4 separate regions of the Mus musculus genome follow, and all the other regions are linked to region 2. Evidence: chromatin contacts called from public Hi-C and HiChIP or PLAC-seq data. All regions are on one chromosome and are shown on one strand. Each heading gives the region's core, a stretch centred on a gene start, on an enhancer-like site or on the middle of the called end of the contact. The rest is flanking DNA. Distances are from core to core; before and after follow the strand shown. Region 1 has its middle 20 kb from the start of Mir8110. Region 2 has its middle 52 kb from the start of Gm35542. Region 3 has its middle 19 kb from the start of Gm26331. Region 4 has its middle 74 kb from the start of Mir8110.

Region 1 (6,219 bases), core at 828-3,327, 270 kb before region 2:
GTAGGTCAAAAGATGGATCCATCCCTCTGAGCTACAAGCCTTGTTTAGAAATTGCTGTGTGACCTTGAGTGAGAGTCTTTCCCTCTCTGGGCTTTAGCTTCCTTATCAGTCAGAAGAATGGCAAGCCATCTTGCTTAGGGCCATCCATTTGTGATGAATCTGTAAAATGCATAAGTCAATCGTACCTAGTGGTGACTGGAAACTACCCTCGTCCTGAGGCTCACCTCTCCAGGCCTACAGCAGCGGGTGTTTCCAGATGTGCTAACCAGAGTCCGCAAGCTGCCCAAATCATCTGGTACACCATCTCCCACTAGATCCGCCTCGGGATGCCTTGCTACAGTGTCCACCTTACATAGTTACTCACCGAGCCCTCCCGACAAAGCGCATTTTCTGGTTTAAATCATATGGTGCTAGCTTCCTACACCAAGTGAGGGAAGGCTGGGGAGTGATCTTTGGAGCCCAGGAAATCTTTCTGTTTCTCCCACAGTTGGAAAGGCTCATAGGAGCTGAACAAGGGAGGTCTCTGTGTGTCACACAACTCAGGCCCTCTGCCCACGAATAGAAAATGGCTGGTAGGTGCTGTGGCCCAAGAGCGAACTGCACCTCTTCTCTTTGGTCTTCGCAGTTTGAGAAGTTATAATTGTCATTTGAAGGCACTCAAGAGAGCTGTGGGGAGGGGACAGCCATGGTGAAGGCTGGGAGCAGGCTTCTGCCTGAACACAGTCCAGAGGGCCTCCGGGCTCCCTGTGGTGAGTTTCCCTGGAGTCTGTATCAGGGACTGGTGATCTCCAACAAGTACTTGAGGCCCTGTCATCTGGAGACTCCTCTCAGTCCTGGGTTCCCAGGGGACTTCTGCTGTGACTCAGAAGTTACCAGTCTGTGTTTACTTTCCTCAGTAAACAATGAGGGAATCCACTGTCCTTCAGGAAGTCTGGGGGCCAGCAGGAATCGGAGCTTTATCCATCCTTGTTCTGGCTCCACAGGAAGCTGCCTTGAGCCAGGACAAGGTTAAAGCCAGCCACCTAAATGTCCTCTTAACCCCAGGGACTCCATCTTCACCTGGGTGACAGGATTCAGTTTGGTTCTAGCCTTAGACATGTGCTCTGTAACACAGTCCAGAACTCAGATGTGGGTACAACTTGACTTGCAAAGTGAGAGGCCAGGACTTGCTGTGTGGCAGAGGAGGCTGCTGCTCTTTAACCACAGCACAAGCCGTTTGCTGCCTAGCCAGAACAGCCTCCTTCCCAGGCGCACCTGCTCAAAGCTTTCTGACTTTCTGTGACCGAGGAGAATGAAGTTGGAGAACCCACTGTACAGATGGGATTGTTGAGGCCAGAGAATTGAACGACAAGGGAAAGACAGGACTATGGACTCTATACTTCTGGAAGTTTGGGAACCAGGAAGTTGGCCTCATGCATTTGCAATGCACAGACACTGAAGTGCTTCCGATGAGCCAGATGTCCAGGAGTCTCTTCAGGACAACACCATGGTCCACACCATCGCTCAGGACCTCAAAAGAAGACACACCTGGATGTTGATACATTTAGCACACGGGCATCGACAAATGTACTTTTAAAAAGTCTTCCCTAGGGGCTCTATGAGAGATGGCTCTATGGTTAAAAGCACAGGCTGCTCTTCTAGAGGACCCCGGGTCAGTTCCCAGCACCCACATAACAGCTCACAACTGTCTGTAACTCCAATTCCAGGGGTCCGGACACACAGACATACAGGCAAAACACCAATGCATATAAAATAAAAAATAAATCATTTTAAAAGTCTTTCCTTTGACCCAGCATTTTTTTTTTCTGGTAGTGTTTTTTTGCTTTGTTAAAATTCCTTGCCCATTCACTTATGCCTAATCTAAGGCTAGCCCAAATCATCCCAAAGGGAAGTGGCTATGGCTTACCACCTGTCAGTCTAACCTAACAAGAAGGTACTTTGTAGATTAGTCTGGACCTGAGCTTTGTCCTTGCCTTCAAATGGGGAATGTCAATGTCTCCTTTTTTCCTGTCAGCAGTGACTGGGGCTTCCTTCCCTGCCTGAGCCACCTTGGTGGTATGTGTCCCCTCCTGTAAACAGCTGGGCCCTCCTTGGCAGCTGCTGCCGCCGATTAGTAAATTACAAGGTCAAGATTAAGAAAGGAATGGCTAAAGAATAAAACCTTTAGTCAGGCAACTTGAAGTCAGGCTGGTACAATGAACACCTGTTGAGAAAGCCCATTATTAGGAACTGGGGCTCGGAGCGGAAAGAGCACTGTGAATTAATTTTGAACGCCTCGCAGAATTTTGCATAACAAATGATCTCCGATGGGGGTGTCCAGGGACTTGAGCTTGGGGGAGGGGGAGGACAGATTTCATTTCTAGCAAGGTAACATAAGCCTGGCTAGGACATTAAAATCTACCATTGACGGCCCTTGTCTGTATCCCTCTGTTTGGAGCAGATTGTGCGTGCTAAGGTTACCGTGTATTATGCTTCTGGGGAAAAAAGAGTAACAATTGATATCAAAATCTTTTCAAAGAAGTTGAGAAAGCATGAGGTCAGAGACTCGTGACTCCCAGATTGTTAAATCATTTATTTATGTCTGTGTCTGTGTAAATGGAGATTGGGGGATATGTTTTGTGTTTTAAGCAGCCTGTGTTTTATTTTTCAGACACACACTACCTTTTTTGTAAGACAGGAAGAGTGTAATAGATTTGTTAAAAATGGATTCGCTTGCTGTTAGATGACCTTTGTACTTTGTAATGTCATCAGGACTGAGAACTAAAAGTTAGGCATTACTAGTGCTGAGGTGCTGGGGAGTTGACTGTGGGGGTGGGGTGCTGGAGGCACTGACTATTAAGCAGTTTCTTTCTTTCCTGAAAAGAAAGAGACTTCAACTAAAAGACATGGCATCCCTACCTGTCTGCCAAGCCCCCCCCTCCCCCCCGATTAAATCTAAAAGCAGGCATCCCATCTGCTTGCCCAAATGAAGAGTGTAATATTCTACTAACTACTTTCTATTATCGCTCAACTTAAAGGTTTCTTGGGAAAATGATCCTCAATTCATTTGAAGTTTGTCTGCCACACAAAAGGAAGCTCCGGAAAGCTCAGTGCTGTGCAGTGAAGACACAGCACACCAGCTGACTCTGAGCTGTGTTCTCAACACCTGACAGTTAATATCACAGGAATGTTCATAGCGGTAGACTCCCATTTTTTCGTGAGTCAGAAAACCTAGAAATATCCCAAGGAGAAGGGACAACTAAGAACATAAGCAAAATTAAATTAAAACTACTGTGAATTTCCATCTCACCTCAGCCTAAATGGCTACCATTATTTAAAAAAAAATAGCAAATGCTTTTGAGGGAAAATGGGGTGGGGTTGGTGGACCCTTATACAGTACTGGTGCCACTGTTAATTGGTACAGTCACTGTGGAAATCAGTACAAAGGATCCTTTAAAAAAACGTAAAGCCGGGCGTGGTGGCGCACGCCTTTAATCCCAGCTCTCGGGAGGCAGAGGCAGGTGGATTTCTGAGTTCGAGGCCAACCTGGTCTACAAAGTGAGTTCCAGGACAGCCAGGGCTACACAGAGAAACCCTGTCTCGAAAAAGAAAAAACAAAACAAACAAACAAACAAACAAAAAACGTAAAAGGAAGCCTGTAGTGGTGGCTCAAGCCTTTAATCCCAGCACTTGAGAGGCAGAGGCAGGCAGGTTTCTTGGTTCGAGGCCAGCCTGGTTTACAGACTGAGTTCCAGGACAGCCAGGGCTATACAGAGAAACCCTGTCTGAAAAAAAAACCAAACCAAACCAAACCCCCAAAAGTGAAAGGAGAACTGTTAGATGACCAGAGACATAGCGGGAGGAGTCTAAGTCACTGTTCCATTGAGACATGTGTACATCTTGTATGGAGCTGCTTTATTCTCAACAGCCAAGATATGGAATCAGCCTAGGTACCATCGACAGATGAAGGGACAAAGAAAGTGTGATGAACAATGAACAAGAGATTCCCCCCCCCAATAATAAAGAACAAAACTATATGATCTGCAAGAAAGTAGATGGCCCTGGAGGTCACTGTGCTAAGGGAAGAAAGCCAGACTCACGGACTAGTATTATCTACTTTCTCTTATAGTCAGAAACTAGATTTTTTTAAAAGACATTAAGTAGGAAGAAGGTTCTTTGGGAAGAGTAAGAGGACCACTGTGGGATGGAGGCAAAGGACATGATATATGGATGTGAAATGTCACAATGAAACCCAGTCTTTTGCATAATGAATATGTGCCAATAAAAAGTAATGCATCTAAAAAGGCTATAAGCAAAGTCTTGTTTTCTTTTTTCTCCTGTGAGTGGGGGTGTTGAAAATCACTGTGTTGGGCTGTTTGACAGTGTACCCCCCACTAACTTCTCTTTACTGAATGAGTCATATCTTTATCCCCCTGGAAACGTGTTGCAGTTTAGCCGCTAAAATGTGTGCATATCACACACTCACATTTCCCGCCTGGTACTTCCAAGCCCCCAAGGGGGTGAAGTTTAAAGTTGGGTTGTTCCTCACTGCTTCCTTTCATTTTTGCATAATCGAACGGATGGGGTAACCTAGCCCAGGGCAAATCTACCCAGCTTGCTTGCAAATGCTCTCCCGGTCCGCACCTGCTGCGAAAAAAATAATTCCAATTTTGGTACTATTCGGAAAGTCTTTGGGGGTTCCTCAGCGATATTAGATAATTGAATATAGCTTTCTCTCGTTGATAAAATATATCTCACACATGCAGCTCGCCCCCCCCCCCCCCACGCCCCAAGTCCCAACTCCCTCAGCGCCCAAGTCAATTCTATGACAAAGTTAATCTGGAGCGTGACTTATGGGGTCCCAGTGGGAGGTCAGTGGGGCCGGTAAATATGTAAACAGGGCTTTTTCAGTTTCCGTTTCGCATGAATACAAAATAAACTGAGGCCCTCTGCACGCTGGAAAGTTCTTCCCTAAAGTTAATAAAATCTGTCAACTTCCATAAAGGCCGAGAGGAAGGGGGTCCACAGGTGCAGCCGGTCGGCCGAGGCTGGGGAAGTCGGGGCAGCTAATACAAAGCCCTGGGCACCGCGCGCCTCTTCCCATCAATTCTCATCAAGCGTTATTAGTCATCTGCCGCCTCGGAGGTGCGTCCGCGCTCGCCCCGCAGAAGCGACAATGACATTTGGCCGCACTGCAGGTGCGGCTGTGTGTGGCCGCGGCCGAGTGGGGCCGCCTTTGTGGCGTTCCGGTCCTTTGATCTGGGCACAAAGGGCGGCGGAGCTGCAGCCCCCCGGCTTTCTGCTCGCAGCTCCGCCCGCGAGGGAGGGGACGAGCCAGGAGGAGTGGCAGGCTGAGTGAAGGGGCCTCGGGAGGGGGGAATCCATAATATTTATTTCAACAATAGCTTCAAATCTTTTTAAACATCATAAGAACACGGCTCATTAAGCCCACAACAGCCTTGAAATTGTGTTATAAAACCGCAAAACAGAAATCAATACATTTGCTAGAAAGGAGGTAATGAAATATATTGAGTTGCCTGAGAAGTGGTTTGTATGAATCATAATATTATTATGTGCGCATCAATTCCATTCCAATACTTAAAGTTAACCAGCTAGCGAAGAGCACCCTGAACCCTCGTTAAACAAACTCTCCCTGCTACTCCCCAGGCCAGAGCATCCTGTAATAACCGAGGGGCGGGGGGGGGGGTCAGATCAATGCTGCCCACCCTGGGCTTCAGCTGCGCAGCTCTATTGCTTCCTGGCTTGATCAATACTGGCTCACAATGGCTGGGGGAAAGCCGGGGGCAGCCCCGGAGCTTAAGGCTGTAGCTTCTATCCAGAGCAACGCCACCGCCAGCTTCTGCCAAGAGTACTATAGCCAGCTGCTCAGCCCCTCCCAACCGAGGCTACAGCTTCCCTCCAGCCCTAACCTCTGGTCAGGAACTCTTGGTGGCTAGGTTTCCTCTACCCTAGTGGGTGTGACATTTCCAGTAGCCCCAGCACCTGACACCCAGTGAAAGGGGTGACCTCCAATTTTCTTTTCCTCTTTGCTTTCCTTATGCAAATAAATACTGGTTTCTTCCTTGCTGCCAGTGAATTGAAACAATGTATTTTATTCGTTCTCCTTACTATTCTCCCAAAGCAGGACCGAATTCTACAATGTGGTAATAGCTAACTGGAAATCATGGAGGGTACCGTGGTTTGAGAATTTATGGGATCTAAAGCTTATGCAAGTTGAGG
Region 2 (6,718 bases), core at 2,910-5,409:
TGTTCATCATTGAAGGAAGTCAGGACAGGAACTCAAACAGGGCAGGAACCTGGAGGCAGGAGCTGATGAAGAGACCATGAAGGAGTGCTGCTAATTGTCTTGCTTCCAAAGGCTTGCTCAGACTGCTTTCTTATAGAACACAGGACCACCAGCCTAGGGATGGAACCACCCAAAATGGGCGTGGTCCTCTCTTAACAACCACTAATTAAGAAAATGCCTTATAATTAGATTTTTTGGAGTCATCTTCTCTACTGAGGTTCCCTCCTTTCAGACAACTCTAGTTTGCATGTCAAGTTGACATAAGACTAGCCAGCACAAATTTCAAGGACAAAAGTTTCAAATTACCTTGCTTTTCACAAGGCTACCAAGGAGAACTTTTCCTCTGTTTCTGCGTATTCCTTGTACTTCTTTCTCCTACTCTTCCTATTCTTTCTGCTTTGACAAGATCTCACTCTGTAGTACAGTCTCTTCTGGAACTTACTGTGCAGCCCAGACTGGTTTTGAACCCATGAGGAATTTTCCTATCTCAACGTCTTGAGTGTTGGGATAACAGGTTTGAGGCTACACTTCTAGACACTCCCTCTTTTTAATGAGGATACCTGTCTAATTGGATTAAGCCTTTCCTGGTTTGGTTAGGAATTATCCCCACAGATGACTTGCTTATTGAAAGTTCATTTAGCTGGTGGAGCTGAAGGCTGAGGAAACCAAGAGGGCTCTGCCTTTATCATCTGACTAATGCCTCGATGGATTGATGATATGATTGGTTATGAGGAGGTGGTGAGCAGTAGAAGGTGGGTGCTGACTATGAGGTAGATCCCTGGGGGAGTGCCCTGGAAGAATGCACCTTACCCAACTCAACCCCTTTCCTCTAATTGTTCTCCCTAGCTTCCTGGCTGCTGAGAGTTGAGCCGCTTCACTCCCTCATGCCCTTCAGCTGTGTTGGTCAGTTCCTCACAGTTTAGGAACAGAAGAGATTACCCCATGGACTGGAACCACTAAGACCTTGAGAAGGAAAGTCCTCTTAATTCGTTTCCTTGCTAGGAACAAATTAAGAAAAAACAGGAAGGGAAAGTTTGATGAAAACAGAGCTCAGGCCTGTAACCTCTTACCTTTCATTGTGGTCTTTGCAGTGTTTTTTGGTTAAGACATTTTTTTTTCACAGCAACAGAAATGAAACCTGTTGGTATCAGGATCTCCGAACCCAGTGACATCACACCTAGGCTATAGGGCCTCCCGCACACTTGTTGCCAAGGCAACAGCCACCATATTCTCAGAATCCACTTGGCTCACCTCCTTCCTTTACCTGTGGCTATGTCACTATCCATATAAAAGGAAGACCCCTTTGATTATTTGATCTCTGTCTCTCTGTTCCCCCTTCTCTTTTCACAGCCACCTTTGCCCGTCTCTCCTTCAGTAAACCTCACTTGGAACTGTTTGGCCTGGTGTGGTCTTTCTGGACAAACAACAAAACCAGAACAATAAATTTATCTTAAAAGAAAATTTAGATCATTAGCAAGAAATAAAGACGGTCTTGCTATTTATAAACTGCAACCACAAACTAAATCAAGGGATAAAAAGTTTTGCTAAATTTTCCTCCCCTGTGATTTGACAAAAAGGCTTGCTCTTGCTGTATGCCAGACAACCTGGGCACTTTACAAAAACATAATCTTGTAATTTTTTTTCCACGACCTTCAAAGAGTTAACTTGTTTCTCTTGTTTATAGAGGAACAAATGAAAGCCCAGAGAAAGAAACTGCTGTTTGCTTTCCACCCTGGGAAGAGGGACTGAGGTGCATATTTTACATATCAAAGCAGACTTGGCCTCCAGGTTCTCCCAGCATCCCTCAGTCCCCTACCTTGCACACCCCACACCCAACCTTAAACTTTCCAGCCAAGGTTCTAGGCTGCCCTTCCCCTAGAGGCTCTTCCATATAATCCAGATATTTTGCTCTCTCTCCCTCTCCTTTTACTCCTCTTCCTCTCTCTCCCTTGCCCCCCCTCTTTCTTCCTCTCTTTGTGCACACCCTTTCTTTCTGTTTCCACTTCCCCCGCTTCTCTTTCCCCGTGGTGACTTCCCTGGCCTCCACTCTTGGAGCCAGTGAACCCTCTGGAGAGCAGCTTCCCAATTCCCCTGCCTTTATCTAACCTAGCCTGTATTGATTTGGCTCATTTCATAGGCAGAGAAATCACCTATCACTTGCTTCTATAACTTTTAATGATCAAATCATATATTACATCTATAGAGCCAATGGTAAAGTCCTAGTTATCTCTCAGTCCATATTCTCAGCATGAAAATCCCAAACTCATGTCAAATAAAAACAAAGCTATTTCTGATTCCAAGCGTCAAGAGTTTGGCCAACACTGAGATCCAGGCTCCGGGACTTCAAAGCCCCACGTGTCCACAGTGGTTTTGTTGGAGAGGATTGCATTGGATGGGTGGACACACGGGCCAGGACCACTTCAGGGACTTGATTCTTCCTTGTGGGCCTCCTAGGAACACTTTGCAATTAGATGTCCTTTCCTATCAGGTAGCAGGAGGCAGAGGGATGGGGAAGTGTTAATTTAAGGGGCGTGGTGGGAGCTTCTGGAACCTAGGAGCCAAGAAAGCCAAGTTCATGGGAAGTGAAGTCAGCTCCAAGTGTCTAAACCCACATACGGTTTTATCTTGGTCATACATGCAAAAATGTTTTCATTGTGTCTTTGGCGATTTGCTTATGCCAATATCACTCAGCTAATAAAGATATATCATTATACATGACATTTAAACATAAAATATTCCCTTTCTTCCTTGTGGCTCTAAGTTTACACCAGAAGACAAGAAGAGGGGACTTTCTCTGTGTTCAGTTAGCTCAGCTGTGTGTCAGGCTGTCCTGACAGTCCGGTAGAAAACAGACAAGGTTACCAAGGCCATGCCCAACCGACCCTCAGCCCTTAAACCAGAGTAAGAAAAGCAGGCCAGGGACGGTTTTGGAGGTCCAGCCAGCTAGTGGTCTGGGTGGCTGACCCCTGAGCCATGCTTGGCTTTGCCACCGTCCCCAAGGTTGTGTTGGAGATTCGCCCTGGCATTCACTGGGCCATTTGTGCCCTCCCAGCACAGCTAGTGGCTCTTACAGTCAGCAGGGGACTAGGCCCTGGCAGCCATGGCTTTAAAAGTAGCTTTGTTCAAATGAGTCTCTCCCAGAGGCAGTCTTTGAGCCTGGTGCCCACAAATTTCCAGACCCGGGAGAAACGCTGGCGGGATTAAGCTCCTCGGGGGTTGGGAGCTGGGGGTGGGGTGTGTTTATATTTTCTTCGCATCCCTTTGGGATGGGGGAACGGACAGGGAGGAGGAAGGGCCGAGGAGGGAGAATCTTCATTTATATGCTAATAGTTGCCCGCACCCAGGCTAAACTGAGAGAACTATTTCATGGGAAACTGACAATTTTTGTCAGCCAGGCTGCGCCTTCACATCTCAATGGGCCAATAATCTTGATTAGCAAAACAATTGGGGGCCTTGGGTTCTCGCTCAGGTTACACTGGGCCAGTTTGAGCATAGCTGGGGCCTGGGAGATGGAACTCATTGTCCCGAGCCAGGAGTTTAGGCAAATGAAGGGGACCACTGTGCTGGGGGAGGGAGGTAATGGACAAAAGGGGTTAATTTGATTGACCGAATCTTCATCGTTTTATAACAATCATTTACTTAGCAAGTAATTCGAAAGAAACCAGTGGCGCCGACAGGAAATTAGAGGCTGTATCTGTGTACCCCAGATGTGTGGGAATTTGAGCTGCCTCCTCCTGCCACTTAGCTAACCCGTGGGGGAGAACGGGGAAAAAAATCGCAACCCCTTGGGGCCCTAATTACCACATGCAGAATAAGTCCTTATCTAAAAATACACACACACACACACACACACACACACACACACACACACACACACACACACACACACACACACACACACACACGTTCAACACCTACAAAGAGTCACTGCGGGCCACGGCCAGCACCTTCTTTCGCTGAGAATTGGCTTTTGGTTTTCATTATTAGTTCACAGATTGCTAATTGATGCTGGACGAGGTGCTGGCGTCGCCCTTCGAGGAACTCCTAAGCCTCAGAGAGCAGCCGAGGCGCGATTTTCGGTGCGACCCACTGGCCTTCTTTCGTGCTTGTGTGTACGCGGTCGGAAGGGCTGTTTCTGTCCCTGCACTCGGGGAGGATTTCGTCCCCACCAGCAGGAAGGGACCGCCCTCAGGCTGCGTCTGCGACTAAACTGCAGTTCAACACTGAAGGATTAATTTATTGGAAACTATCTTTTGAAATACTGATGAACTGACTACAAGTGACCATAATAGTACAGAGAGGTCCCGTGGACCCGTCGCGGAGCCGCACGTTCTCAGAGACCGGAGATTTGGTTGCACTTTCCAGCTGATCCGCGACCTCACTGCGAGTCAACCTTTTTAAATGCTACTGGGTACAGTGTGTGTGTGTGTGTGTGTGTGTGTGTGTGTGTGTGTGTGTGTGTGTGTGTGTGTGTGTGTGTACCATGAAATTTCAGAGCTGGGAAGGTGGCGGTGACAATGATGGTGTCCGTGTGAGTGTGTGGGGGCTCATCCCACCCACTCCCCTCCTGTCCTGCCCACCCTCACTGCAATCTCCTGACTCAGAACCATAATGCCCTCAGCAGCTATCACAACCTACCTCCCTAACAGGAAACTCATCATTTCTTTAAATATTTTGGTCCCTTCTCCTCTGAAAGAGGAGACACATCTTTAGTGGTTCAGATTAAGTCAGGCTAACACAGTGGTCCTGCCTTCAAATTACGCCACACTCCCCCACCCCTCGAGTTTTCAAACTCCCTAGTGACAGAATGGATCCAAATTCTGTTTCTGGAAATGAGATTGTTACTACTTTAGGTTAAAATGATCTGCACAGATTCGTGTTTTGAACACATGGTACCCAGCTGGCCTTGCTCTTTCACAAAGTTCTGGAAACTTTGGCTATTTGGTCACACTTTGGATATTTAGGAGGACTGGTTGGGTGAATAGGTCACTAGGGTTGTTTAGGCCACTTCCTGACTACTCTCTCAGCTCCCCGGTCCACGGAGATGAACAGTAGTCCTTGCTAGATCATCAGAGAGAGGCAGAAAAGGCAGGATCGAATCTGACCTTTTGAAAAGGCAGGACCATGTTTATTAGGGTCATCTCAGATCACCAAGCAGGCAGATGAGTCAACCCCAGCATGCATGGGAATGAGAGAAATTTCCCACAGAAAGCTGTTTGCAACCTTTACAGGGGAGAAAAAGACTCTGGTACCATACAAGGGACACTGGGAAGTGCAATCTTTGAGCAGGAAGCTAGCTTTCTGCCTTTCATGTCCTTTAATCCACTAGTCTTTTAATCTAATAGTACTCTGTGCCTGGGACCAAGCACACATGAGTTGAGCCCTCTGGAACCCTGAGTGCAAATCAGCCTCTCTTTCCTTAAGTTCTCACAGCCATAACAACGGAAACAGAACAGAACGGGGGGACTCGGGCACCAGAATTATTTTGTAAGTAACTACCTCAGCAAAGTGGCACCTGGAGACTGCCCCAGAACCCTCAGAATGTTGAAGATGCACCCACTCCACTTAGGATAAAATACAGCAGCATCCAGTTAAATTTAACTTAGGGACTAACAATCATAGTAGCCTTTTGCTTTATGTGTATTTCAACTCCTGTCTGACACACATTTATGTTAATAATGATTGAAATTCAAGTTTCAATCAATCAATCAATGAATCAAATTGAAATTCAAACACAAGTGTCCTATCCTTATGTTTGCAAAGTCTGGCATGTTGACATACACATAAGATGTTTCTCTCCATGCCGAATTCTTCCTAAAAAAGTTCCAAAGCCTTAGCCAGTGGATAAATTGAAGTTGGACACTTTCTGAGCCTGGCTTCAGTGACTGTCCCCTCAGATTTGGCCACCATCTTGCTTCATATTCTTTCTTCCTTGTTCCTAGCTCCAGCTACTCCTAGTGTTAGAAAATCAGGGAGGTAAGGGTAATATCAGCAACAGATGTGGCCAGAGCCTGTGACCTCTGACTTTTCCTTGGTTGGTTAATACTGTGTTGTCATGTTTCCCTTCTTCACAGTAGGGCACGTGTCTTGGCTGCTCAGTGTGATTCTTAATGCGGAAGAAGATGTCCAGAGGTTTGTGAATTAACCTAGCAACAGACAGAGTAACAAGAGGAAAGCACCCACGATTGATTGACATAGTGAGAACATGTACACAGATCTGAATGTCGAGATCCAAGTGATGCTTAGAAATGCACCTAATGTACAGGGGCATAGGGAGGGGGAGCAAAAGGCAAAGGAGCCTGTGGAAGAACAGCTGGTGGGATGACAGGCTGATGTCTGTCTGCTTGCAGGAGCAGCTTTTCTTCTCTGAGAAGTCATGTTTACAGCTGTTGCAGAGAATTGAATACCTCTATGAATTCTCCTCATTGGAATTGCAGCGTCTCCCCTATCTCCCGAATGAGAGTCTGCTGGATAGCTAGAACCTCAGGCTCCTATTCCCCACCACAAATCATGAGGAACGCTGTCCCAAGTGCAGCTGCCAACAGAGTGTCTCTCCTGTCTTTGGATAGTGTCCACTTCTGAAACATAAAGCACCCATGTGCCATACAACTCCTGTGGGTATATCTTGGTCTCTTAGAAGAGGTGAGCATTCTGAGTCATCCCTCTGAGGAGATGAGAA
Region 3 (6,794 bases), core at 2,829-5,328, 300 kb after region 2:
CTCAGCGGCTAACAAGGTGTGCTGACCACTCAGGCCAGAAGAGCCTGTAAATTTTCCATTTTGCCCCAGGGAGGCCATGACTCTGTCCCAGTGGTGAGCAAGTAGGACCTCTGTCCCCTGGACACACTCCACCTTTGCCTTATCATGTTAGCCGAAATACCTGTGTTCTTGTCATGCAAGCTACCCTTTGATGGTGCACCCTTCTCTCCCCTCTAAGCTTTTAAGGTAATCTTAGAGAAATCATCAAGCTATAAAAAGAAATCAATAAAAACAGAAAAGGTTCCCATCACCCCGAAAGAAATCCATAATGTTTGCATTTTAATAGAGACGCTACAGGGGCAGACCCGTCATTTTCTTTCTGATGTGGTCCTTTGATTTCCCTCGCAGCTCACGGGGCTCTTGACTTCTTTGAGAAAAGGGATTATTGAATCGTGTGTCTCCCTCAGATGTACTTGATCACTCAAGTATCTGTACTTACGAATGTTAGAGTCTGTTCAGCTGTTGTCTCTTTGGGAGCTCATCATGTCTGTCATCTTAATATTAATTGGGTTTTGTGTTGGAATCTCAAGCCCCACATTGAGTGGCTTTCAAGAGAGAAGATTATGCTCAAAGCCAGATACAAAGACAAACAAATTTAGCATAACAATTATCATAATTGCAGAAACATTCTGTCGCAAAATAAGCAAAGCTGATTAAGAGCCCTTCTACGTTATCAAATATTAATCTGGTGTCTACAGTCTAACCTGGTTGAACCTAAGAGGCTTCTTATGGTCTTACGTATTCACAGGCTTCCAGAAGCTGAACGGAGACAAGCTAATAGCATGAGACAGCCCAGCCAGGATGGTAAAAGGATCTTTGCTGAATGTAATCCACTTAAATTGAAAGTAGTAACAGATAAGATCATAAACCTGAAATCAGAATTAAAACATATCCTGCCAGTGAGATGTTTTTGCGTAATTCCAACCACATGGTCACTCTGAACCATGTTGCGAAAAAGTATTATTCCTATGCTTTGCATTAAAAAAAAGAAAAACAAGGTCAATATCTTTATGGTCAGTCATCACAATGAAAGGCACAGCCACCCGAACCTTTCCTCCCAGGCTTTCCTGATACCCACACAATGCTGGAAGCTGTAACACTCCCGCTAAGCCGGAGAGTTAATTTTATTTGTAATTTTCAGCGGCTTTTAGTTTAATTGCACAATTTCCTCAATTATTAAAGTTCACCCTGCGTACTTAAGTTCATTAGCCATTGTCAAATGGGCAAATTACTTTGCAATTTTAATATTTGTTGGACAAAGCTACACTAATAGAATCATTCTCCAGACTCAGCCTTCACTTTGCGGCAGCTCGCAGTGCAGCTGCAATAGGTGCCAGGAACTCCATCCCCTTTCCCTCTTTCTTTAGGACTGTCTCCTCCTGCTCCTGACTTTATCCACACCGGTAGACTTTCCTGTCTGTTCCTCTCTGTTTCCAGAGTTGGGGAGCCCAGGAGGCCAACAGTAGCATTGATAACATTGGAGTGGCCATAAATATGTCTGAAAAACTATCTAGGTGGTCAAGTTCTCAGACATGAGCAACTTGCATAAGTAACATATAGTCATGTGTGTGCATCAACCTATAGAAACAAAATTGGACTTCTCAATAATCAATAAATTGAGGTTTCAGTCGCTAACATTTAGATCACTGCATCTATGCTAACATATCATACATGTGTATATATATGTATGTGTATATATATATGCATGTTTAAATTTTTCCATAGTCTAAGTGCTGGCAAGACTCTCTCTGTGACACTCTTTCTCACACACATACACATACACACATTCACAGCTCACTATACTACACTGAGCTACTCGATATATGTGTGCACAGGCTCTGCTTACATATACATGCTTACACTTGTAACCAAAACACCACTTTCTTCCAGCTTCACCCCTTGCATTTCTGAGCCCCCGCCCCGTGCCCCGGCACAGATCTCATTTGATTAATGATGGTAGGTTTGCTCCCTGGCAGTGCCACCCCACCCTCTAGGGATGCCGATTGTTGAAATGTACCAGTATCAGGAACCTAAAAACATGTGTCCCCACCTGCTGCCGACTGTGTGCCCTGTGCATAGGGACTCAACTCCAAAATATCTGGGTACCAAGACTTCCAACCCTAGAGGACAAAACCCTGCCAGCGTGGTTTATCTTCCCAATAATTAGGCTTGTGTTTCTGCTTTATTAACTCCAATACAACAGCCCCCTGCCCTCTGTCACCAAGGAGACTAATAGATGACAGTCACTCTGATTTGGAAGCCGTACAAATTAAATGACTGAAGTGAGAGGAAGCGAAGTTAAGACAAATGGTATCAAGATAAGGCAGTCCATCATTTACATAGGAGTTTTTCTAACATTAAGAGGGTGTGGGGGGCGGGGCTTCATTTTCCATGCATCAGTGTTAAAACAAACCATCCCAGCGTCCCCATTCAAGCTCAATGACAGGGAATTCCCAAATGTTTCTAGGAGTAACTGATGGCCTATGTCTAAAACCAGGATCGCCTTCCCGTCTCCCAAACACCCATTCTTTTTATTTTATTCTTTTTTTTTTTTAACTTTTCTCAAGAAGAGCCTTCTTCAGTTTTCTGTGCATGAATCCACGAGCTGGCCGTTCTTGCACAGCTAGTCAACAAGTCTAAATCCTTATCATCCCTGGGGCAGATTTGTGATGCATTCTTAACCTCGTGTTTTCCCTTTCTGGGGGTTTGTCCCAGGGGAGGCATCCTCACACACCTTGTGGACAATTAACGTTACCCAGAGAAAGAAAAACAAAATCAAAATATTGGAGGGGCTGGTGGGCATCCAGCCATGCCAGTTCCCACCATTCTTCTGCGGAGCTGTAGCTGTGTTCAGTGGTCGGATCTGAGAAGCCACGTTAGCTCTTGGCTGCGTAGCTGCCGGGTCTGGCGCAAGCTGATGAGATGTGATTATCTCCATGCAGAAATACCAGGGTGGTTGGGAGATAATTTGAAATGAAGTTAAAAATGAAACGGCACTAAAGCTTTTCTCCCTTGTGTCAAAACAACCACATCTTCTCCATTCCTTCCTTCTTCCCCCTTTCACTTTGACGACACTGGTTCACACTGGGGGTGGAGACACGCCTTCTTGCAAACTGTAATCCTTGGCTAATTTTAAATTTCAGATGATTCTGTTTGAAAGACAGCTCTAAGTTTCTATCAAAAAAAAAAATCAGCTTCCGGAGATCACAGATAGAGGTTGCCATGCTGGCTTTACTGAGTAAGCCTTAGACACTGCTATGACTCACAGACTCGAAGTTTCATTTTTCTATACTAACACTATTCGGGTATGAATAGCATGCCTTGATAATAAATGACATTCGGTTGCAAATGTCTTTGAACTTTAGCTTAAAAGAAGTGAAAACAGATTTAAATACATTTCAAATGTTAAACACTATATTTATTGAATCATTGCAAATGGAGTTACCGCGTCAAGTGACAGGTTTTTTTTAAAGCTATGTAAATGTTTCTTTCTTTAAATAGATGTATTTTAGTGCGAGGTATATGTCTAGGCACTGTCTAAGCTTGCAGCAATAATTCTCGATTTACAAAATCAGCAGTGAGGGTTGGGAATTCAGCTCAGTGGTAGAGTGCTTTCCTAGCAAGCACAGGGGCCTGGGTTCTGTCCTCAGCTGGGGGGAGGTGGGGGGGGGCGACAAAATAACAAAATCAACAGCGAATCTTGCAGTGAGAAAGAGTCCATTGCAATCATTAATATTATCCCTCTCTGTGCACACATGCAGTAATCAGATCCCTCGATGAAAACTTTTTAAAATTCTAAAGTTTGATTTCAGGCTTTGCCTTGTGTGTGAGTGTGTGTGTGTGTGTGTGTGTGTGTGTGTGTGTGTGTGTGTGTGTGTGTGTGTAAAGTAGCTGAGTTCTTCTGCAAGCTTCAAAAGTTCCAGCCACATTGTTGAAAACGAAGTTTGAAGTTATTCTGAACAGGGTTGTACAGCTCTTGTGTTCACTGCAGAGTTGGGGGTGGGTGGGGGTGGGGGTCATAAAAGCCGAATTCACTGAGGGCAGAGGGAAAGTCTTTAGAACTCTGTCCGCCCCAGCGCCATCAGTCAGTTAAGAGGAGTATCTGCAGGGTGCCCCCCTCTTCCCTTTCTGCAGTGCTAGGGATGTTTATGTGGATAGAAAGGGATGACAATTAGTTATATTTATCCATTCTGGGTCCATTTAATCCCCACTGTTTTCACTCCCATCAAATCCATTATCCCAAACAACGCTGCGTATGTCTTGATGGAGTTGCATGCAGACTGGCCTTGTTTACTCCGAGAAGACGAATTTTATGGCAACATTAAATACATAGTGAAACCTCACCAACGCAGGCCCTTGGCAGAGGGAAGTCATCCTTGTGGCTCCTCCTATCTGCCTTACCCCATTGCAGTTTGACTTGGTCCTTAAACTCTGGACCTTTCTCCCCCACGTCCCTACATTTTCTCCACAAGTTTTTTATTTATGGTCATTGAGTCCATGTGTTTCCAGAGGTCACAAAAAGCAACCCCATCTTCAAGCAGCCAAAGTCTTCTCTCTCTCTCTCTCTCTGAAAATGGCTTGATATTGATATTACTCCTAACAATTCAGGCTTTCTTTTTTAAGCCCAGTTTTTAAAAAAGAAAATAAAAGAGAAGAAGAGAAGGAGGGGATAAAAATGTAATAATAATAATAATAATAATAATAATAATAATAATAATAATAATAAAAGGAAGAAGAGGCAGAAGGGAGGAGGGGGAGGAGGACTCCCTTGTTTGTTTAGAAAGAAAATCTTAGGTGATCTTACTTACTTTCTTTTCTTTCAGCACTTCTTTGTCTCCCAAAGCGTGTTGCCTGCTACTATGGAAGCTGCAGAAGTGATTTGATCAGAAAATGCAGACCTGTGCTAGCTGACAACCACACAGTAAGGGTGAGGACATCATATGTGTTTGAAACTCCTGGTTTCACTAGGAAGAAAAAACACACTGTATGGCAAACTTTATTATTTAGGCCTTAACACACAGCCAGGACGAGTGGCTCAGACTAAAGGAAATCACTGCTTAATTCCACAAACATTGTTGCAGCCCAGGAATGGCACACACACACACACACACACACACACACACACACACACACACACACACACACACACACACACACACACACACACACACACACACACTCAAAACTTTGAGAGGTCCCCTCCATGAGTGCCATCCAAGCACACCAGTATCAAAACGTGCGGCGCAGCGCCATCTGCTGGCAGCAGGTGCGTCACCTAAATCGCCCCGGTCGCAGAGGGCTATACTAGGTAAAGTGTAAAGGGCTCAGAACCTTTTTCCGCTTGGGGTTCGGGCTGCTGGCCAGCCCTGTTTGCACAAAACCATAAAGAGTAGGCAAGCGACACTGTGTAGAGAGAAAACTGCGCAGGAGAAGCCGTTTCTCAAGGCCTGTTCAGTGTGTAAACCGGGGAAGATGGATAGGTTTGTAAAAGGTCCCCAGAGATCTTGGCCCAGGTTTCTAGCATTCAAGAAGTAGGATTTCTTTGTGTACAAACACAGGGGTACCTTTCCCCTTTCGTTCTGTCAGTCAGCAAGGTATCCGCAGGCCTGTCTTCACATCGTACTGTGTGCTCCGGAGAAGCTGAGCAGTTCCCAGAGATAGCATTGGGACCTAGGCCATTGCTTTCTTGTTGGCTTTAAAGGGGAAAGGGGACACCAGGCTGCCTTTATTCATCAGGTCCACGAACTCCCGGTGTTCCATCCCAAGGGCGGAATCTGAGATAGACTCAGCACTCATAACTGGACTATGTGGACCAGCAGACAGGCCATTTAAGGAAGACCCAACTCCCACCCCCGAAGTGACTGTGAATAGCACCTTATCCACAATGGCTCTTTAAGACCCTCATGCGGGCACGAATCTTAGCAGTTTCTTCTTGTCCAACTCTCTCCCACCTCACCCCAGGCACACAAAGCAGGCTTAGAAGCAAGGGCAGGCACAGCTCCATTCCCACCTTCCATGGGCCGCTTGCTCCTAGCCTGCTTGGGGTTTCTCTGGGCCTCATAGAAGACAAGCTGGTGGAGGGGGTGGGGGTGGAGGTGGGGGTGGGAGCTGGAGTGACTAATCTCCCCAGTTACTCTCCCTTTCCCCTCTCCCCAAACTGTTAGATTTTTAGAAAGGAATGCAGGACTTTAAGCCTATGTTTACCGGGATTAAACAAGCCAAGCAAGCAAATTTGAATTGCCCATAAGAAGCAAAGGTGTTTTGTTGCCACAAAATGTCCCTCCTTTCTGTTTTTCTCCCTCCCTCCCTTCTTCGTTCCCTTCCCTCTCTTTACCTCCCTCCTCCTTTCTTCCCTTTCTCTTTCCCTCTCTATGCTCCTCTCTTCCACCCATCTTTCCTCAGTACATCTCTCTCTCTCTCTCTCCCTCTCTTCCCTCTTTCCCTCTCTCCTCCCCCTCACTCACTCCTTGTTTGTTTCCTCCTCTTGTCTCCCTCCCTCTCTTATCTTTGTTTACCTTTTGCTTCTTTCCTTCCTCTGCTCCCTCCTCCTTCCCTCCATCTCTCTTCCTCCCTCCCTTTCTTCCTCACTCCCTCTCTTGCTTTCTCCTTTGTTTTTGTTTTTTCTCACCTCAGTGCTCTGTCAGGGCCCTCTAGGACAAGTCTTTAGATGGGAACTGAAGTTGACAGAGACAAAGTAATTTGCCCTGCTACGCAGTGAGGTCAAGGCAGCAGAGGCAGAAATTAGGTTTCTAAAT
Region 4 (6,692 bases), core at 1,350-3,849, 320 kb before region 2:
GAGGACATGAATTTAATCCCCAGAAGCCATATTAAAAAAAAAAAAAAAAAGAAGCAAGGTATGATGACTCAGCACTTATAATCCCATTGATGGGCGGTAACACACACAGATCCCTGAGGCTACGTAGCCAGCCTGCTCAGTCTAAATGACAAGCCAGGCCTCAAAAAGCAAAGCAGACATTTTATTTTTTATAGATTATAAAGTATGATACTTGAGGCTGGCCTTTGGGTTCTACACATGTACACACACACACACACCAAAAGTTACAGTCCCTATTCTGTATTTAAAATATATACAGTTAATAAGGACAGTACTGTGTTAGTAAGAGATGCTGTCCAGGCAGACTTCTCTTTTCTTCTTCTCATGTGCCCTTATGGTCTCTACTTAAACCTCTGTTGTATGTAACAAAGAAAGGCAACAGATGTGTTTGGATAAAGGATAGAGGTAGAGACACAAATGGACCTGTGAATCCTGTCCACAGGCCACCACAGCTGTCACCATCCGTCCCACGCCTCTGCATGGAGAATTTGATCTTTTGAGCTGTGAGTCTGGCAGTCTTGTGGCTTTTCCACCATTGGTGGTAAGGCTTCTTACAGTAGCGTGGTCACTTGGTGTCTCCTCAGTGAGCCCAGGACTGTGAGGAGTCTGAGGGACCCTGAATTCCCTTCTACATTTACCCAGCAGAGACCACCACCAGAGTCCCGGCCATGAACTTCAGCTGCTTTGGCAGGACCTGCACTTATGTCTCTGCTCTGCAGGAATGAGGGCCCTCAGGACTCTTAATTTGTGGGAGGCAGGAGTTACTGTGTGAGCAAACTGGACGTTCTGATGTCTCCCTGGTAGCCAGACAGTAGATGTGCTGTGAAGGTTTGTCTCTAGCAACCAGACAGTGGTTGTGCTGTGCAGGTTTGTCGAGTGAAAGAATGAGCGACTGAGTGAACAGTGTTGCTTTCCCTGGGTGACTCACTTCTGAGGTTCCTTTTTATCTCTGGGTTCCTGCAGGCCTGGCTGGGCCCTGCTGAAGGGCCTCGGATCATGCCTTCCTCCTACAAGCAGATGCTCTTTGACCTAGAGCAGAGTTTCAAGCTCTAGAGAGCTTCTAATCTCCTAATCTGTCACAGCGAGGGCCACCAGGCCCCTGCTCCAGCCAAGTCTCCGCCCAGCTCTGTCTCACCTGGGCTGACCCCTACATTGCCCACTCTCTTTCCTCTGGAGTCAAAAATCCCTCTGAAGGCCCTTCCTGGCTAGAGCTGTGGCTCGCGTGGGAGCTCACTCCCCATCTTGCTGACACCCACACTCTGTTGATCCCTCAAAGATCCAGTCCCGCAAAGGAATCCTCGACTTTCGAAAACTATAGATTGATCAAAAATTATAAACAGATTGAATTGACCCCAGGGAACAGAGCTAGTGTCTGCCCCATTGATACGCCAATGTTACAATGGTTGCTGACTGATTGGCAACCAGGAATTCCCAGAACTGTTTTCAGGGTAGTTGGGGCTGGAGGGAGGCACGGCTTCAAAGAGACTTTGCACATCTTGCCCTATCAAAAATAACAGATCACGGAAGCGTAACCTCTCCCCAGAGCAGATACGCATTTGCAAGGCAGCGAAACTACATAATTACAGACATAACGCGCTAAAAATAGGCCCTGTGCCCGCACAGGCAGCCAGAGCGTGGCACCCGAGCACAGCACTGCCACGTGTGGCTGTATTAATAGGGGCTGTGGCACCGTCCCAGGTGACAGATGAGGTGACTCGAAGGATTACAGCCACGGAGCACAGAGATCACGGAAACGTCCTGTTGCCCAGTGCCTGCTAAGGACTTGAGGACAGGACAGGGCAGAGGGAGCTGGTGCTCCACAGCTCAGTTACAACTGGAGCGAACTGTGATTGTGGGTCTCAGGACAGCTAGGACGACGGCTGGGGGATGGATGAGGTTCCCCAGACAATCACTGCACAATGTGTTGAAGGGTTTTACCCTGCCTCAAAAATATGCACACTAATTATGTGTCAATTAGAGATAGGCAAGAAGCTGAAGCTCAGAGAGGTTAAACAACTCTCCCAGAGCCACACAGCTAGAGAGGCAGTCTGAACTGAAGACTGACCTCAAAGGAAATTTTCTTGCCCGCCGCATCCCCAGTTGATTTACTAAGTCCGCCATTTCCTCTTGACTTCTCATCATGGCTAACCAGGGAAGGAAGGAGAGAGCCTTCTAGAACATCTTCAGGGCACAGCTGCCTTGATTATTATTTCATAACCTCTTTCCCAGCTGGTCCAAGCCAGCCCCTCAGCTCTGTTTCTAGTAGGCCAGAGGCTCCCACCCGAGGGGCAGAGAGCTGCCCAGGCCTGTAAGCCTTAGGTCAGTGCTGCTCTAATGAGGAGCCTGTGCTCCGCCATCTGCCTCAGGTGCGCCAGGCACTGATGGTGGGCTGACAAGAGCAGAGCTCTCAGCGCCTCCTGAAGCAGCTGGCTTTTGTGGAATGGATGCCGGGAACTGACTTAGGTCAGTAAATGGCAGGACAGATTCTAAGACTCGGGCCACTGGGCTCCAGGGTTGATACTCTCTCTCCTTGCCTGACTCACTGGCCACCTCCCCAGCCAATGAGGAGTCTCCAGTATACAAGAGACGCTTTCGGCAATTGACTTTTCGCCACAGGCCCTCTTCCTCCTGCGTAAGCTCCCACACCCTAACACCTGACACTTGCCCTATACCCCCCCACCCCCAGCCTCCCAGATCCAGAGCCAGAGACATATATCTCAGTTTCTTCCTGGAAGCTCCACAGCAGACAAGGAGCAGGTCAGCTTTCTTCTGGCCCTGAGCTATACCCCAGAACCTTCCTTAAGCCTGGTAGCTTGAAGAGTCTCAAGCTCCCAAATTTTCCTGTTTCCCTGGTAAATTTAAGGTCCTCTCAGCACAACTAGGGTCATTCGGGAAGAAGGACCCTCCATTGAGAAAGTGTGTCCATAAGATTTGCCTCTTGGCGAGTCTACAGCATTTCCGTAATTAGCGATTGATGCGGAAGGCTCGTTGCAGACAGTGCCGGGTGCCACGTCACATAAGAAAGCAAGCTGAGCAAGCCACGAGGAGCAAGTCAGTAAGCAGTGTTCCTCCATGGCCTCCGTTCCACCTCCCTTACCTTTGTAGCGTGTAATTATAAAAGTCAATCCATGCTATGGCCGGCTAGGCAACGGCAACGGCAACGGCGGTCTTCCCACACCCAAGGAAAGCCCCAAGCCGCGGCGGTCTGCCCAGGTTCCTGCGGTTAGCTGCCGTTTCCAAGCCAAAATGGGGATAGCCATGGGCGCGGAGAGACCGCCGTTGCCGGTGCCTCGCCAGCCATAGTGTGGATTGATTTTTATAACTGCACACTACAACCTTGAGTTCCTGTCTTGATTTCCTTGAATAAAGGACCGTGATATAGAAATGTCAGGGAAATTAATCCTTTCCTCCCCAAAGGAGGAGGTTACCATGGTGTTTTCTTAGCGCAATAGAAACCTCAACTAAGCTGCGCGGTGGCGCACGCCTTTAATCCCAGCACTTGGGAGGCAGAGGCAGGCGATTTCTGAGTTCCAGGACAGCCAGGGCTAACACAGAGAAACCCTGTCTCGAAAAACCAAAAAGAAAGAGAGAGAGAGAGAAAGAGAGAGAGAGAGAGAGAGAGAGAGAGAGAGAGAGAGAGAGAGAGAGAGAGAGAGAGACCTTAACTAAGATGCTGATCAAAGCTGGGAGTGCTTTCTTTCCTGGGTACACAGAAAACAGAAGGCGGTAGTGAATGAAGGGTGAGACCACGGTGGCTGACCAGGCTTGGATCTCAAAGCTCTGACGTAACAGTCAGACAAACGCTTTCTTCCACACTACACAGGTCACACACTTGCCTGGCTTTGTTTCAAAACGCATGCAAGGCAGGGTATGACGGCACACACTTGTGATTCCAGTGAGTCCAGCGCGGACAACATAGAACCTATCTCAAAATAACAAGACAAAACCTTATTTTTTTTTCCTCAAAAAAGAAAGCCAACATCTACCAAGGCCAAGTCAGAAAGCTCTCTAGTCCCCCACCAGCAAATGAGGGAGAGGGGGATGCTGGGTTCCTTGAGAGGAGGCTCCTCTGATGCCCAGACGCAAGGGCCAAAGATGGCGAAGCTAATACGCAGGGGGAGAGGGCAACAGAACAGGAAGTCAGCCCGGAGCCTGGCCATCCATCCCAGCATGCCTTCTCCCTCAGAAGCAGGGAGGGCGTGGTGGGAGCCCGATACTCACAGGCTCCAGTGTACCTTGACTCAAGCCACCTGGTCCCGCAGCGTGTCTTCTTTAGTCATATGTTTATTTTTAATCTGACATTCCCAGGGTGAGTAATTCGTATTTTTGAAATTTGCTCTCATGTTGGTTGTGGTGAAATATGCATGTAGCTACAGTCACCAATTTTAAGTGCACTATTCTCGTCTCGTTGCTTGGCAACTATACCACCGGCCACACAGTTCTCTGTGTGTGTTTGCCTGTGTGCACGTGTTCATGGGTCCGCACCTAGGTGAGAATCGTGTAGTGGTCAGAAGACAACCTCATGAGTTGCTTCCTGGGGAACAGTCACCTTTTTATTGAGACAGGCATCTCAAACTCAGTTCCCCACACTCACAAGGAAAGTGCTTCACTGATAAGAGACAACTTTCTAACACCCCCCCCCCCCAATTGGAACTCTGTCCCCATAAGAGAATGGCCTATTCTTTCTCTTCCTGCCCCGGGCAACCAGCATTGTGCCTCTCATCTGTGTGTGTCAGACCATTCTAGGTATCACAGGTAAGTGGGCTCCTAAAAGATTTGTCCTTTTGTGAATGGTTTGTTTAATTTAGCGTGTTGCCTTTAATGTTGATGCGAGTTACCACAAATGGCAGCATTGCCCGTTTCAAAGAGCTGAAGGATACTCCATCATGTGGCCACACCCTTGGGCAGAGACCCTGGCCTTCACTTTTGTGAGTGGCGTGGCGCTGCTACAGCTACAATTAGTTAGGGTTGTTTTGGTTTGGTTTGGTTTGGTTTTTTTGTTTTGTTTTGTTTATTGAGTGGTTGTGTTGGGAGGCAGGGGGCTATAAAAGCTCAGAGACTGGAATAACTTGTCAGGTAAGGTTGCTCCTGAGTGACCAGGTGATTCTGAACCAATGTGACCTCCCCTTGGCTCCTCTCTATTCTTTTGAATAAATATAAAGTTATAATCTGGTGAACTTAGAAATCAATTGCTTTGGCTGAATAGTTCTGGAGGTTGGGAAGTCTGTAAGTATGGTGTGGGCATCTGGTGAGGGTCTTATATTGCATCCTAATGTGGCGGTGGCAGAGAATATTTCATGGAAGGGGAAGCAAACATGCTCACCAAGTCTCTCTTACTCTCCTCGTGAGGCCACCGGTGCCATCTGTGATAGTCTCTATATGCTTGGCCCAGGAAGTGACACTATTATAGGGTGTGGCCTTCTTGGAGTAGGTATGTCACTGTGGGTATGAGCTTAAGACCCTCATCCTAGCTGCCTGGAAGTCATTATTTTGCTAACAGTCTTCAGATAAAGATGTAGAACTCTCAGTTCCTCCTGCACCAAGCCTGTCTGGACACTGCCATGTTCTTGCCTTGATGATAATGGACTGAACCTTGGAACCTGTAAGCCAGCCCCAATTAAATGCTGTCCTTATAAGAGTTGCCTTGATCATGGTGTCTGTTCACAGCTGTAAAACCCTAAGGCACCATCACAGGTGTCCCACCTCTACAGTCTGTCCCAGCTACCTCCCACCAAAGGCCCCTCTCCAAACACCATCCACAACTGAGCTCAGGGAAAGCCTGCCAATTGTTTCCAACACGTGGACTTTGCAGGACAAAGCCAAACACACAAAGGCAAATTGGGCTCATTCTAAGAACAGAGACAGGCAATAAACCAAGCAAGCCACACCTTTGTCCCGTAGATCCCTGGGCTAGAACCTTCTCTATTACATAAGCTTATGACTGAGAGAGGCAGATGTATTTTTCTTTCCCTGGGGCCTAATTTCCAGAAACTCTGCCTCAAGGTCCAAGACTTCCAAAGAGCCTATCCTGACACTTAGTAGGTGTGACCCTGGACACCCACATCAGGAGCCTTGGGCTGCAGTCTTCCCCTGGCAATCCAGCCACAATGGCTCGCTCTCTCTCCCCTTGCCTTGCTCGGCTCTCTAGTCAGGATGACGCAGGAGTCTGGCTAACTTCCTGCAGATGCAGTAGGTTAAACCAGAGCATGCTTCTAGAAATATCCCATGGATCCCAAAGTGTTCTGAAGACATCCTCAGGCCAGAGTCGGCCTGAAGAGGCTGAAGTCTTTCTAGCCTTTGACAACAGAGCATCCCAGGAGGAGATCAAGGCTCGCCTGCCTGCCTGACGGGGAAGCCACTGTCAAGGCCGACATGGCGAGGGCAAAGACTAGAGCCACGCTGTACACAGGGCACAGGGCAGATGACAACCTCACCCCGGGTAGTGCCTGTCATCTCATCCCCAGACCCCTGTGGGGAAGAGGCTCCCTGCTCTGCCTCTTGGCATCCACTGGGGAGGAACACAGAGCCTGAGTAGCATGTCCTGTCATCAAGCCCTGAATTTTCCATTCCAGCCATTAAAAGAGAATTTTGCTTGAAAAATGATTAATAATTGTGAATCCATACAGCAAGTTATACATTAACAATTGCGGGGC

Evidence for each region. Hi-C and Micro-C count contacts between places; a contact is called where the count stands out from the background. HiChIP or PLAC-seq counts read pairs in DNA pulled down with a chosen protein or histone mark.
Region 1: an H3K27ac HiChIP or PLAC-seq map of embryonic stem cells shows a contact between it and region 2, with 2.8 times the contacts expected there. The contact joins two enhancer-like sites. A contact is called at or near these places in 2 of 484 Hi-C or Micro-C datasets (both in liver), 5 of 115 datasets of contacts at active chromatin or transcription factors (embryonic stem cells and stem cell-derived neural progenitor cells) and 3 of 9 other capture datasets (embryonic stem cells, embryonic tail and embryonic trunk).
Region 3: a Hi-C map of uterus shows a contact between it and region 2, with 6 times the contacts expected there. The contact joins two enhancer-like sites. A contact is called at or near these places in 7 of 484 Hi-C or Micro-C datasets (embryonic stem cells, liver, nephron progenitors and 1 more), 6 of 115 datasets of contacts at active chromatin or transcription factors (embryonic basal ganglia, embryonic hindbrain, embryonic limb bud and 2 more) and 1 of 9 other capture datasets (embryonic tail).
Region 4: a contact with region 2 is called in an H3K27ac HiChIP or PLAC-seq map of embryonic stem cells, with 3 times the contacts expected there. The contact joins two enhancer-like sites. A contact is called at or near these places in 1 of 39 promoter capture datasets (liver), 16 of 484 Hi-C or Micro-C datasets (the G1E-ER4 cell line, embryonic stem cells and liver), 10 of 115 datasets of contacts at active chromatin or transcription factors (all in embryonic stem cells) and 3 of 9 other capture datasets (embryonic stem cells, embryonic tail and embryonic trunk).

The regions. Positions count from the first base shown.
Region 1 is chr8:89,001,459-89,007,677 of GRCm38.p6, forward strand. No RefSeq gene overlaps it. Among named protein-coding and RNA genes, the nearest start is that of Mir8110, 20 kb to the right of the region's middle. RefSeq lists a cis regulatory region at 1-6,219. Within about 2 kb of position 2,078, at least 29 of the 459 cell types and tissues checked have an H3K27ac peak or open chromatin away from gene starts, as enhancers often do. A contact at or near this core is called in embryonic stem cells and liver, where this site is marked.
Region 2 is chr8:89,268,387-89,275,104 of GRCm38.p6, forward strand. No RefSeq gene overlaps it. Among named protein-coding and RNA genes, the nearest start is that of Gm35542, 52 kb to the left of the region's middle. RefSeq lists an enhancer at 2,279-5,096. Within about 2 kb of position 4,160, at least 53 of the 459 cell types and tissues checked have an H3K27ac peak or open chromatin away from gene starts, as enhancers often do. A contact at or near this core is called in embryonic stem cells, liver, microglia and 1 more, where this site is marked.
Region 3 is chr8:89,566,718-89,573,511 of GRCm38.p6, forward strand. No RefSeq gene overlaps it. Among named protein-coding and RNA genes, the nearest start is that of Gm26331, 19 kb to the right of the region's middle. Within about 2 kb of position 4,079, at least 21 of the 459 cell types and tissues checked have an H3K27ac peak or open chromatin away from gene starts, as enhancers often do. A contact at or near this core is called in microglia and uterus, where this site is marked.
Region 4 is chr8:88,947,507-88,954,198 of GRCm38.p6, forward strand. No RefSeq gene overlaps it. Among named protein-coding and RNA genes, the nearest start is that of Mir8110, 74 kb to the right of the region's middle. Within about 2 kb of position 2,600, at least 28 of the 459 cell types and tissues checked have an H3K27ac peak or open chromatin away from gene starts, as enhancers often do. A contact at or near this core is called in embryonic stem cells, where this site is marked.